3 separate regions of the Mus musculus genome follow, and all the other regions are linked to region 1. Evidence: chromatin contacts called from public HiChIP or PLAC-seq data. All regions are on one chromosome and are shown on one strand. Each heading gives the region's core, a stretch centred on a gene start, on an enhancer-like site or on the middle of the called end of the contact. The rest is flanking DNA. Distances are from core to core; before and after follow the strand shown.

Evidence for each region. HiChIP or PLAC-seq counts read pairs in DNA pulled down with a chosen protein or histone mark.
Region 2: a contact with region 1 is called in an H3K4me3 HiChIP or PLAC-seq map of the 230-238 cell line, with 21 read pairs. The contact joins the enhancer-like site here to the promoter of Brca2 in region 1. A contact is called at or near these places in 4 of 39 promoter capture datasets (the C10 cell line, liver, macrophages and 1 more), 1 of 15 datasets of contacts at CTCF or cohesin (CD8 T cells), 2 of 484 Hi-C or Micro-C datasets (CD8 T cells and muscle stem cells), 8 of 115 datasets of contacts at active chromatin or transcription factors (the 230-238 cell line, CD8 T cells, bone marrow-derived macrophages and 5 more) and 3 of 9 other capture datasets (adipose tissue, liver and pancreatic islet).
Region 3: a contact with region 1 is called in an H3K27ac HiChIP or PLAC-seq map of trophoblast stem cells, with 10 read pairs. The contact joins the enhancer-like site here to the promoter of Brca2 in region 1. A contact is called at or near these places in 6 of 39 promoter capture datasets (the C10 cell line, the HPC-7 cell line, HPC-7-derived erythroid cells and 4 more), 3 of 15 datasets of contacts at CTCF or cohesin (CD8 T cells, large pre-B cells and pro-B cells), 17 of 484 Hi-C or Micro-C datasets (B cells, the BV-2 cell line, the C2C12 cell line and 13 more), 14 of 115 datasets of contacts at active chromatin or transcription factors (the 230-238 cell line, bone marrow-derived macrophages, embryonic forebrain and 7 more) and 4 of 9 other capture datasets (adipose tissue, liver, macrophages and 1 more).

What each region holds. Positions count from the first base shown.
Region 1 is chr5:150,521,160-150,523,974 of GRCm38.p6, forward strand. It overlaps Brca2 (breast cancer 2, early onset), which reads left to right and starts at 1,462. Exons shown (of 27, transcript NM_009765.3): 1 at 1,462-1,737; 2 at 2,016-2,120. The coding sequence starts at 2,054.
Region 2 is chr5:150,620,316-150,623,257 of GRCm38.p6, forward strand. It overlaps a transcript of N4bp2l2 not described here. Among named protein-coding and RNA genes, the nearest start is that of N4bp2l1, 27 kb to the left of the region's middle. Within about 2 kb of position 1,551, at least 59 of the 459 cell types and tissues checked have an H3K27ac peak or open chromatin away from gene starts, as enhancers often do. A contact at or near this core is called in the 230-238 cell line and CD8 T cells, where this site is marked.
Region 3 is chr5:150,644,278-150,647,432 of GRCm38.p6, forward strand. It overlaps N4bp2l2 (NEDD4 binding protein 2-like 2), which reads right to left. Exons shown (of 6, transcript NM_201369.3): 5 at 2,724-2,800. Among named protein-coding and RNA genes, the nearest start is that of N4bp2l2, 20 kb to the right of the region's middle. Within about 2 kb of position 1,619, at least 8 of the 459 cell types and tissues checked have an H3K27ac peak or open chromatin away from gene starts, as enhancers often do. A contact at or near this core is called in trophoblast stem cells, where this site is marked.

The DNA.
Region 1 (2,815 bases), core at 212-2,711:
TCTCCTCCGACTTCCCCGGGGGAAGAAGCAATTTTTTTCTTTTCTAAGTAGAAATTACTGTGCATTTTATTGTTTGAGTGCTTTGTCTGCATGTACATCTATCTGCACGCCAGGAGAAGGCATCAGATCCCATTACAGATGGTTGTAAGTCATCATGAGGGTGCTGGAAATTGAATTGAGGACCTCTGGAAGAGCAGCCAGTGCCCTCAACTGTTCAGCTGTCTCTCTGGCCCCAATATGTTTTTTTTCCAAGACAGAGTTTCTCTGTGTAGACCAGGCTAGCCTCGAACTCATAGAGATCAGCCTGCCTCTGCCTCCCAAGTGCTGGGATTAAAGACATATGTCACCTTTGTCTCATTTTACAAGCTAACAAAACCAAATGGATTTGAATCTAAATTTAGAACGTCTACCAGGCTAGTTTTTACCCACTGGACAATGCTAAACACTTCATAGTATTGTTAGAAACGTTCAGCAAGCAGTAGTTTATTACTAGATAATATCATAGGCCTCTTCTTTGCTAAGCAGACCTACATCAAAAGTTTTAGTATTTTTTTACAATAGTGATACTTCTTGCTAAAACTAAGGATTACAGCTTACCAGACAAAATTGATACCAATAAACCAAGCAGACTTTTCTCAATCGTCTTTATTGTAGTGCTGAGTATCTAACCCAGACCCAGAGTCTCTACTATTGAGCCAGATTCCCCAACCGCAGGTCATTGTTTTTCTAATCCAAGAGGACCTTTTAACTGCTTAATCATGTTCTGGAAGCAGCAAGGCCTCTAAGATCTCTTGTTGGATCCAGTCGAGGGCTTTCTAAAGTTCAAACTACAAACCTACAGTAAGCCATGCACTGGGCTTGTTACTCAGTAAATTCAGGGGAGAGGTAATAATGTTTCAGTTTTCTAGGCCAGTTTCTGGAAAAGTCGGGAAATACGGTGATCGCATCCTAAAACCTGCAGAAAGGAGTACTAATATTGCAGGACTGCTATTTAACTGCGTGCGTGCGTGTGTGTGTGTGTGTGTGTGTGTGTATGAGAGAGAAAAGAGGGGGAGGGGGAGAAGGAGAGAGAACACTTGAGCCCAGGTCCTACCACCCGTCCTCAATAAGACAATTAAAAGCGCCAAATTAAAAGTGTAAAGCTGAAAGATTTATTTAATGTGACGACATTGAGAAGAGGGTAAAGAGATCCAAAGAATCCCTTCCAAGTCTATCTTCAGGGTTAAAGTAAACAGAACTCCAAGAACCCCGAAGATACAGAAAAAGAAAGTATAAACAAAATTTTAGGCCACAGCGGGAAACAGACACACACACATATCGTGAGGGGAAGAAAGGAATTCGGCTGGGGATGGGCGAGCACATGCTAGCCGGGAACAGGCACAGAAGGAGCTGCTCGCTGACTTCCCGGTGGCACTCGCGCCGCGTCCCCGTCGCGGGGTCATGACGTCACGGGCAGAGCGCGGGCTTTTCGCGGGAGCGGGAGCCGTGAGGCGTTGCCGTCAGTCAGCTACCGCTGCGGGAGCGGAGCGGGTCGGTGCGGCCGGGTGTGGCGGGCGTGCGCTCCGGGGTCGTGAGGCCGTGAGGGACGCGCCTGACACCCCGGAGGAGCCAGTCGACCTCCTTCACGGCCACCCGGAGCAGCTGCCCCGGTGCAGCCCGCGGCGTCCTCCCAGAGGGATCCGGCGCGTCCAGAGTCCGCGGTAGCTGCCCCGTTCTGCAGTCGCCGGATTACCTAACGTGTGTGTCTCGGCTCCCTGATTAGTCAATGTGAATAATTCTAAATAACGTTAGGTTTGTCTTGTCATTGACTCCCACCATAGCCACTTTCGGGTGCTGTGATGTATCTAGTAGCCACTTGGTTGGAAGCACAGTTATAAACTGTCCCCATCTTCATGATAAGTTCTGCTCTTGTCCCAAAAGATAGGCCTGAGGTAGGATAAGCTTCCAAGCGATTCTGGTTTTACCTGTCACAAGAAACCAGGCTTGTGCAGTGTCTGTTATTTTCTCTTTTGCAGACTTCCTTACCGAGCATCGGAGAAATACTGTAGAGAAAATGCCCGTTGAATACAAAAGGAGACCAACTTTTTGGGAAATTTTTAAGGCGAGATGCAGCACAGCAGGTATTGAGGAATTTTATAAAACCTGGTAAATTAAGTCCCATTAAAAAAATATTTTCAATAAAATAAGTCAAGGTGAATGCTTGCTTTAAAAACAAACAAAAACCCCAGCACCTGGGAGACAGAGGCAGGTGGACTTCTCTGAGTTTGAGGCCAGCCTAGTCTAAAGAGAGAGATAAAGGGCTTTATAGAGAGCCTCTGTCTCAGAAAAACAAACAAAAAATTACTTGAGCTAGGTTATAATCCTATGGAAGCTGAGGCAGAAAACTGAGCCAGGTGGATTAAATGAGTTCAAGGCCAACTTGGGCTACATAGGGAATTCCTGGATGTCAGGAGCAACAGAGCTTAGACCTAATTAAAAACAAAACACAAAAGAGGGATGAAAGTGACCCTGGTCTCTGCATTTGTTCCTCAGCATCAATTTAGCAGGCATTAGCTGATTCCTGTAATCTCACCTTTGGGAGGTAGAGGCAGGAGGATCAGGAGTTGAAGGTGATTTGTGCTGTAAACAGGTCGTGGAGTCAGATCCAGTTAACATAATCTTTTCCTGGTCAATCAGATGATGTAGAATACCTAAACTGATGGGGAACTAACTCTTTGACTTCCAGTGGAAAGAACTGTTTTGAAAGGGCTACGAGCAAATCAGAAGCATTGGTGATGCTAGTGATGAACACTTTTCAAACCTTTTATGACTTATT
Region 2 (2,942 bases), core at 301-2,800, 99 kb after region 1:
TGGTGTAGTGTGATGCAAAAGTTATGACTGGGCAGCGACTGGAAAAAGACTAATGACTCAACTGTCACATAAATTCAGAGAGAAATGTTTAGGTTTTGTTGTTATTGTTGTTTTCTTTTTCTGGTAGTAAGCAATCAATTCAGGTCCTAGCACAATCTAGGCAAGCCCTCTCCTCTGTTACTACGAGAGCGCCTTTCCTTGTTTGATTTGCTTTTTTGAGACAGGGTCTTACTAACGTGCCAGCCTGGCCTTGAACTCACTGCGTAACTTGTCCTCTTCTGCTTCTGCTTCCCGTGTGCCAGCTGACAGGCGTGTACCATGTCCTGCCACGTTTAGTTTCTCCTAGCCTGGATGTTGGAGAGTTGAAGACTAAGAGGTGATTCTGTCACAGGATCTGGGACACCAGGTGACAGAAGCCACCCTGACAGATGTCTCACCCCAGTACCTTGAGATATTTATGATCACCAAAATTAAGACAAATAGTCAACTCAATTAAGTGTGCAGTAGCTGAAGTAAGCTACACCTAACCACGATCAAAAGAGCGCCATTCTCTGGATGTGGTTCCTACTTTCTTCTGCTAGAAAGCACCAACAGATGTTTCTCCTCGGTTTCTGTTCCCCTCTCTATTGTAGAAGACATGAACCTTACTTTGGAAATGGCTTTACCCACTTCTCAGGACATCAGGTTCCCAAGCCTTTTCCTTGTTTGTCTCTGAGAAGCAGGAGTCCCCAACGCAGAGAAACAGCAAACTGCACTACTAACATGGTCAGAAATGTTTACTCACTAGGGTAACCCCCTCCCTGCATTTGTCTTAGGCAGTTACCAAACCAATGCCAATAGGTGCCTCAGCCTTACAACAATATAATGTGTTTAACCTCCCAGTTGGTAAGATATCCAGAGGCACTGTTTCTGCTGTTACAGGGCAACGTAAATTGTTACCTTACAGATGTTAACACAGGAAGACTTTTGCTACTGTTTACAAGATAAAGAAGTTGTGATTGCACTGTTTAAAAAAAATCTTCATAGATTTTGACAGTAATTGCAGGTGTATTGGATAAAGTATTATTGTATAGTTTGGTGTATTGACCTGTTTTTTAATTTTTTTCACTTTTAGCATATGGGTGGATTTTTTTTTTTTTTTAAAGACAAAGTTTCAGGTAATTCAGACTGGCCTCAAATTTGCTATTTGGTCAAGGATAACTGTGAACTTCTGATCCTCCAGCCTTCGTATTCCAAGTGCTGGGATTACAGTTATGTAGCACACTGAGTTTTGTGGAGAGCTGGTATTGACCTTGGATGTTGCACATAAACAGGCAAGCCCTCTACTGACTGAGCTCCACTGCTACCTTGGGAAATTTTCAAAATCTACTCTTAACTAGACTGAGTAGTATCTGTTTAAAACAGGTGAGCATGACTCACTGCTGCTAAAGTTTCAAGGACTTCTTCAGTGGTTCCTCTTTTCTGGTTCCTGGTGGTCTACTCTGATCACTTCTCTAGAACACGGCTTTCAAACACCGTGATTGGCAGTTCTTCAAATGGGTGACAAATAGAACCTGTAAGGGGAACTCCCAAGTTTTGGGAAGAGAGCCTCTTTCGTCAGTTCTACTGAAGCAGAAGAGGCTGAGACTCACAGAAGCCTCCTACCTTATGTGCCAAATATGCTCCTGTCTTCCCCTCACTTACCCACATTTGTATTTCCAGCTCAGACTTCTCTGGATTATGAACACATTCAGCACCTGCCTGGATGTCTAGAATGTAGCTCAAGCTTATCATGTCCCAGACTATCTTTCCCTTCCCAAATGTGCTCTCCTGCTGAACACCTAACCTACAATAACTCCCCACTCACCTTCTCAGCCTATTACTTGTCTAATTCAATCATCTGTCTCCTCTAGTCAACCACTTCTCACACATCCACACATCCACTCTTAATTTCATTATAACTGTTTTTAAATGTTGTTTGTATACATGTGTGTGCTGTGCAGGAATTCAGTGGCGGACACTGGTGTCCTACATTCTCTCTTTCTCTCTACCTTGAGACAGGGTCTCTCACTGAGCCTGCAGCAGGCAGCAAGCCCAAGTGATTCTTTGATCACCAACCCCTACAGCCACCATGGTTACCAATGCACACGACCACATCTGGCTTTTTACATGGGCTCTAAGGATTTAAACTCAGTACCTCACATTTGTGCAGCGATAGAGTTCTTACCTGCTGAACCATCTCCCTAGTCCTCTTGACTTAAGTCACAGTTATCTCTTATATGGGTTACTGCAAGTTATACCATCCTGTTGCCATTCTTGTGTCACTAAAGTCATTCCTAAAATGGCAGTTGGGCTGGATTATGTCTTAAAACATGGGTTACTGACACTATCCCTTTGCTCAGAACTCAGTGGCATCCCTTCTCAAGTGTGGTAAAGTCCATAGTCCTTCAATTTTTGAGACCTCAGATTATCTCATTTCTTGTTTCTTGACCTGCTTCTTTATTCTGCCCTACTGACTTGAGTCCAAGCTAACTGGTTTCTTTGCTTTTCTTTGACTGCAGTCTCAGCTCATCAAGACCCTGAGTGAAAGATTCTGCCTAAAATGGTCCTTCACTGCTCTCTGCACCTTTGCTCTCAGGTTTCTGTTTAGATGTTGGCAGCCAGCCATTCCCTTGAGCCTTGCCTTTGTGCTCACATTCACTCGACTTCACCACCCTTCCTGGTGGGCCATGTGCCCTGTCTACAGCAGGGGCTGCTTCTCCAATCTCACTGGGGAAAGGCAAAGGCCATTTGTTTTGCCTCTGCTAGATCTCTACCACACAGAACAATGCTGATACTGTAAGTGCTCAAGAACTTCTATAGCATGACCAGACTGATCTCCTGCCACTGAGTTTGGTGAGTCAGCTGCCACTGCCTATACCTTTTCTATATTCTTGTCTAGTTGCTAAATCCCACTTGTAGAT
Region 3 (3,155 bases), core at 369-2,868, 120 kb after region 1:
TTTTGTTTTTTTTTTAGGTAGGAGCTCTGGTTGTCCTGGAACTCACTATGTAGACTCAGAGATCTGCATCCATCTGTCTCTGTCTGCCAAGCACTGGAATTAAAGGTGTGTGCCACCATAACCAGCTTTTCCTACTTCATTTAAAATTTTTTATTACCAGTACCTTATTATTAGGAATACAGTATGATGTTGATTGAAAAATTAGATACAAACAATACATAATATATGATTTTATTCACACATGTTCATGTAAGTTGGAAAAAGGCAAAAAATTATAAGGTAAACTTTCCACAAAATGTAATCAGTAAGAGATTATCAGGTCTTCCCGCAAAACACCACTGCCACCACCACAACAACCATACTGGAGTGTGCCGCATTTCTGAGAGAATAGTTGTGTTCCCATACTGAGGTGACAGCTGAGGATATGTCCCATCCAGCTTCAGTCTCACCAGTGTTAGGACCACAGGCATGGGGCTCCAAGCCTAGCTCTTCCTGTAACTTTATGTGAGTTCTGGGCAAGAAAAGTCATCTAAGTACCCGGGCCTTTGGACAGTTAATTTACTCTCATACTTTCTCACTGTATGACTCTGACTTTAAGATAACACACAGGCATAGGCTTTCTACGTACTGTTCTTGCTTTACTAATTTTTCCTAGAAATAGGCCACAAACACATCGGCTTTACTAATATAATTTTGTTGTTGTTATTTGAGACAGGGTTTCTCTGGGTAGCCTTGGCTGTCCTGGAACTCAACTTTGTAGACCAGGCAGGCCTCAAACTCACTGAGATTAAAGAAAGGCGTGTGCCACCACACCTGGTCCTAATCTGATGTTTTACAATCAAAAATTTAAGAGTAACAGCAGAGACAGGAGCAGGGGACTTTATCAATGGTACACCAGCAGCTTGGCAAGCTTGAAACGCTGGGTTCAGTCCCAAACACAACAACTGACGTAAAATTTTTTAAAATTGGTAAAATATGACTAAATCTACAAGAGCCAAAATCAGCTATTTGGTTCTATCCAATTCTTCCAAAACTTCAAATTATCCTACATATCAGTTAAAATGAAGAAGTGGCTGCTAATTTATATTAAGAAACTATTTTGCTAGGCATAGTGGCTCACATCTTTAATCCTAGTGCTTGAGAGGCTGGGGTAGGCATATCCGAGACAGCTAGAGCTAAAGAGTAAAAACCCATTAAAAAAAACAAAAACAAACAAACAAAAAAAACAACCCAGCAATAGTGGCACATGCCTTTAACACCAGCACTCAGGGGGCAGAGGCAGGTGGATTGCTGAGTTCCAGGCCAGCCTGGTCTACAAAGTGAGTTCCAGGACAGCCAGGGCTACACAGAGAAACCCTGTCTCAAAAAACCAAAAAAAAAAAAAAAAAAAAAAAGGAAAGAAAGAAAACATAACAAAGAACTAATCAAAAACCCCAATTACAACAGTCTCTCAAACATAAATGAAGCCATAACTATAGGATGGTTTAATCACTCAAGTCATTTGTCTGCCATGATTCAACTATCTTTAAAATTCCCTCTCTTCTACCTCGAGTGTGACACATATAGTTTGGTATGCAAACAGCCAGGTATTATCATCAGATCAGTATATAGGACACAAATCACAGAGAGAGTAAAAGGAGTGAAAGACGAGAAATAGTTGGGCCACACACACAGAAACACAGCCTGAAGGCTCAGACGCAGTTTATGGCAGAGTGCGTGTTTGCTGTGTGCTAGCAGCACCAGCAGGAAATAAGACTGTTTTGAAGAAGAATGGGGCAAACTCTAATGGAATAAAGAGTGAAGAAAAGGGCAGTTTAGAAAGAGGACATCTTCAGTTCTATGGATACACTAAAAATCACTGAATTGTTTACTTTAAATGGGTAAGTTGTACAGTATATAAATTATACCTCAATAAAACTGGTACCAAAGAGGAAGGGAATCAAAGCAGGGAAAGTAAAGGGTGAGGAGACAAGCAGTGGCATGAAAGGAAGGCCCTGGCAACACAATCAAGAACGAGGCTCCAAGTCAAGTCCACAGCCTCTCCCAAGTCTCTCACTCTGAAATCTGCAAAGAGCTGAAGTGTGCTTGCCAAGCATAAAAACAAATCTTCTAAACAGCCCAGAAACAAAACTCACAAACCCTTAGTTTTCTTGGTCAGAAAGCAACTTATTTACAGAAACTAGATCCTACAAACTCTTACTTAACACAACTGGTCATAATTTGCAGCAGAAATGTTTAGATGTCTGAAATGACATATTGCCCCCAACTCTAGGTAAAAAAAAAAAAGAAGGTAAATACACCACACTACCACTCTATAAGAAAAAAACAAAAAACAAACTGAATTCCCAAACACTGTGAGGCCAAGGCTCTTGGGATAGAAGTATGGAAAGATGGAAAAGTCAGAGCAAGATGAAAACACAAGGTACAAAGGTGATGGTGGGACCCACAAGGGGTCATGATGGTGAAGGGAGGAATGCAAAGCCCTAATGTCACATAATCTTATATAAAAGAGTTCATATTAAGAAAAAGAACCAAGCCCATTTAGTAAAAGATAATTGATAATTTTGACAAGGCAAATCTCTTCAAAAACTTGTTCCTCTTAAAAAAATAAATAGTCCCTGGTCCCAACTAACAAAGATGACAAGCAAAGCCAGAGAGAAACTAACCATGCAAAGATAAATCAAAGAAACAAGATAAGGATTCAATAAAAATGAGGCTCTTACTTTTCTAATTCTTCAGGATCAAACTTCCACCAAGTTTCCGGTTCATGAAACTCTACTCTGTATCCTTTTCCTATGGCCTACACAGGGGAGAAGACAAAACCCGGAAAACAATCTTAAGGAAAAGAAGGTAAATAGATACAAGTTTCATCTGACAACAGGAAGGCTGCTCAACCAAGAAAAATGCTTCTTGGTAAATATGGCTTAGAAAAATGTTAAGGCTACGTAGCTGGACCAATTCCAATTACTATCTTCAAGTCCAGGAGTAACCAAGGAGATGAACACATTCAATCATCATAAACACCATTCTCTATTTGTAAGAGACTAAAAAAAACCCAACAAATCTATTTAGAAAGCAAGGGAAAGTAAAATGTTTCCATGATAAAGATCAAAGACTAACCTAATTTTTAGACTATGTAAATCTGTTAAGAATAA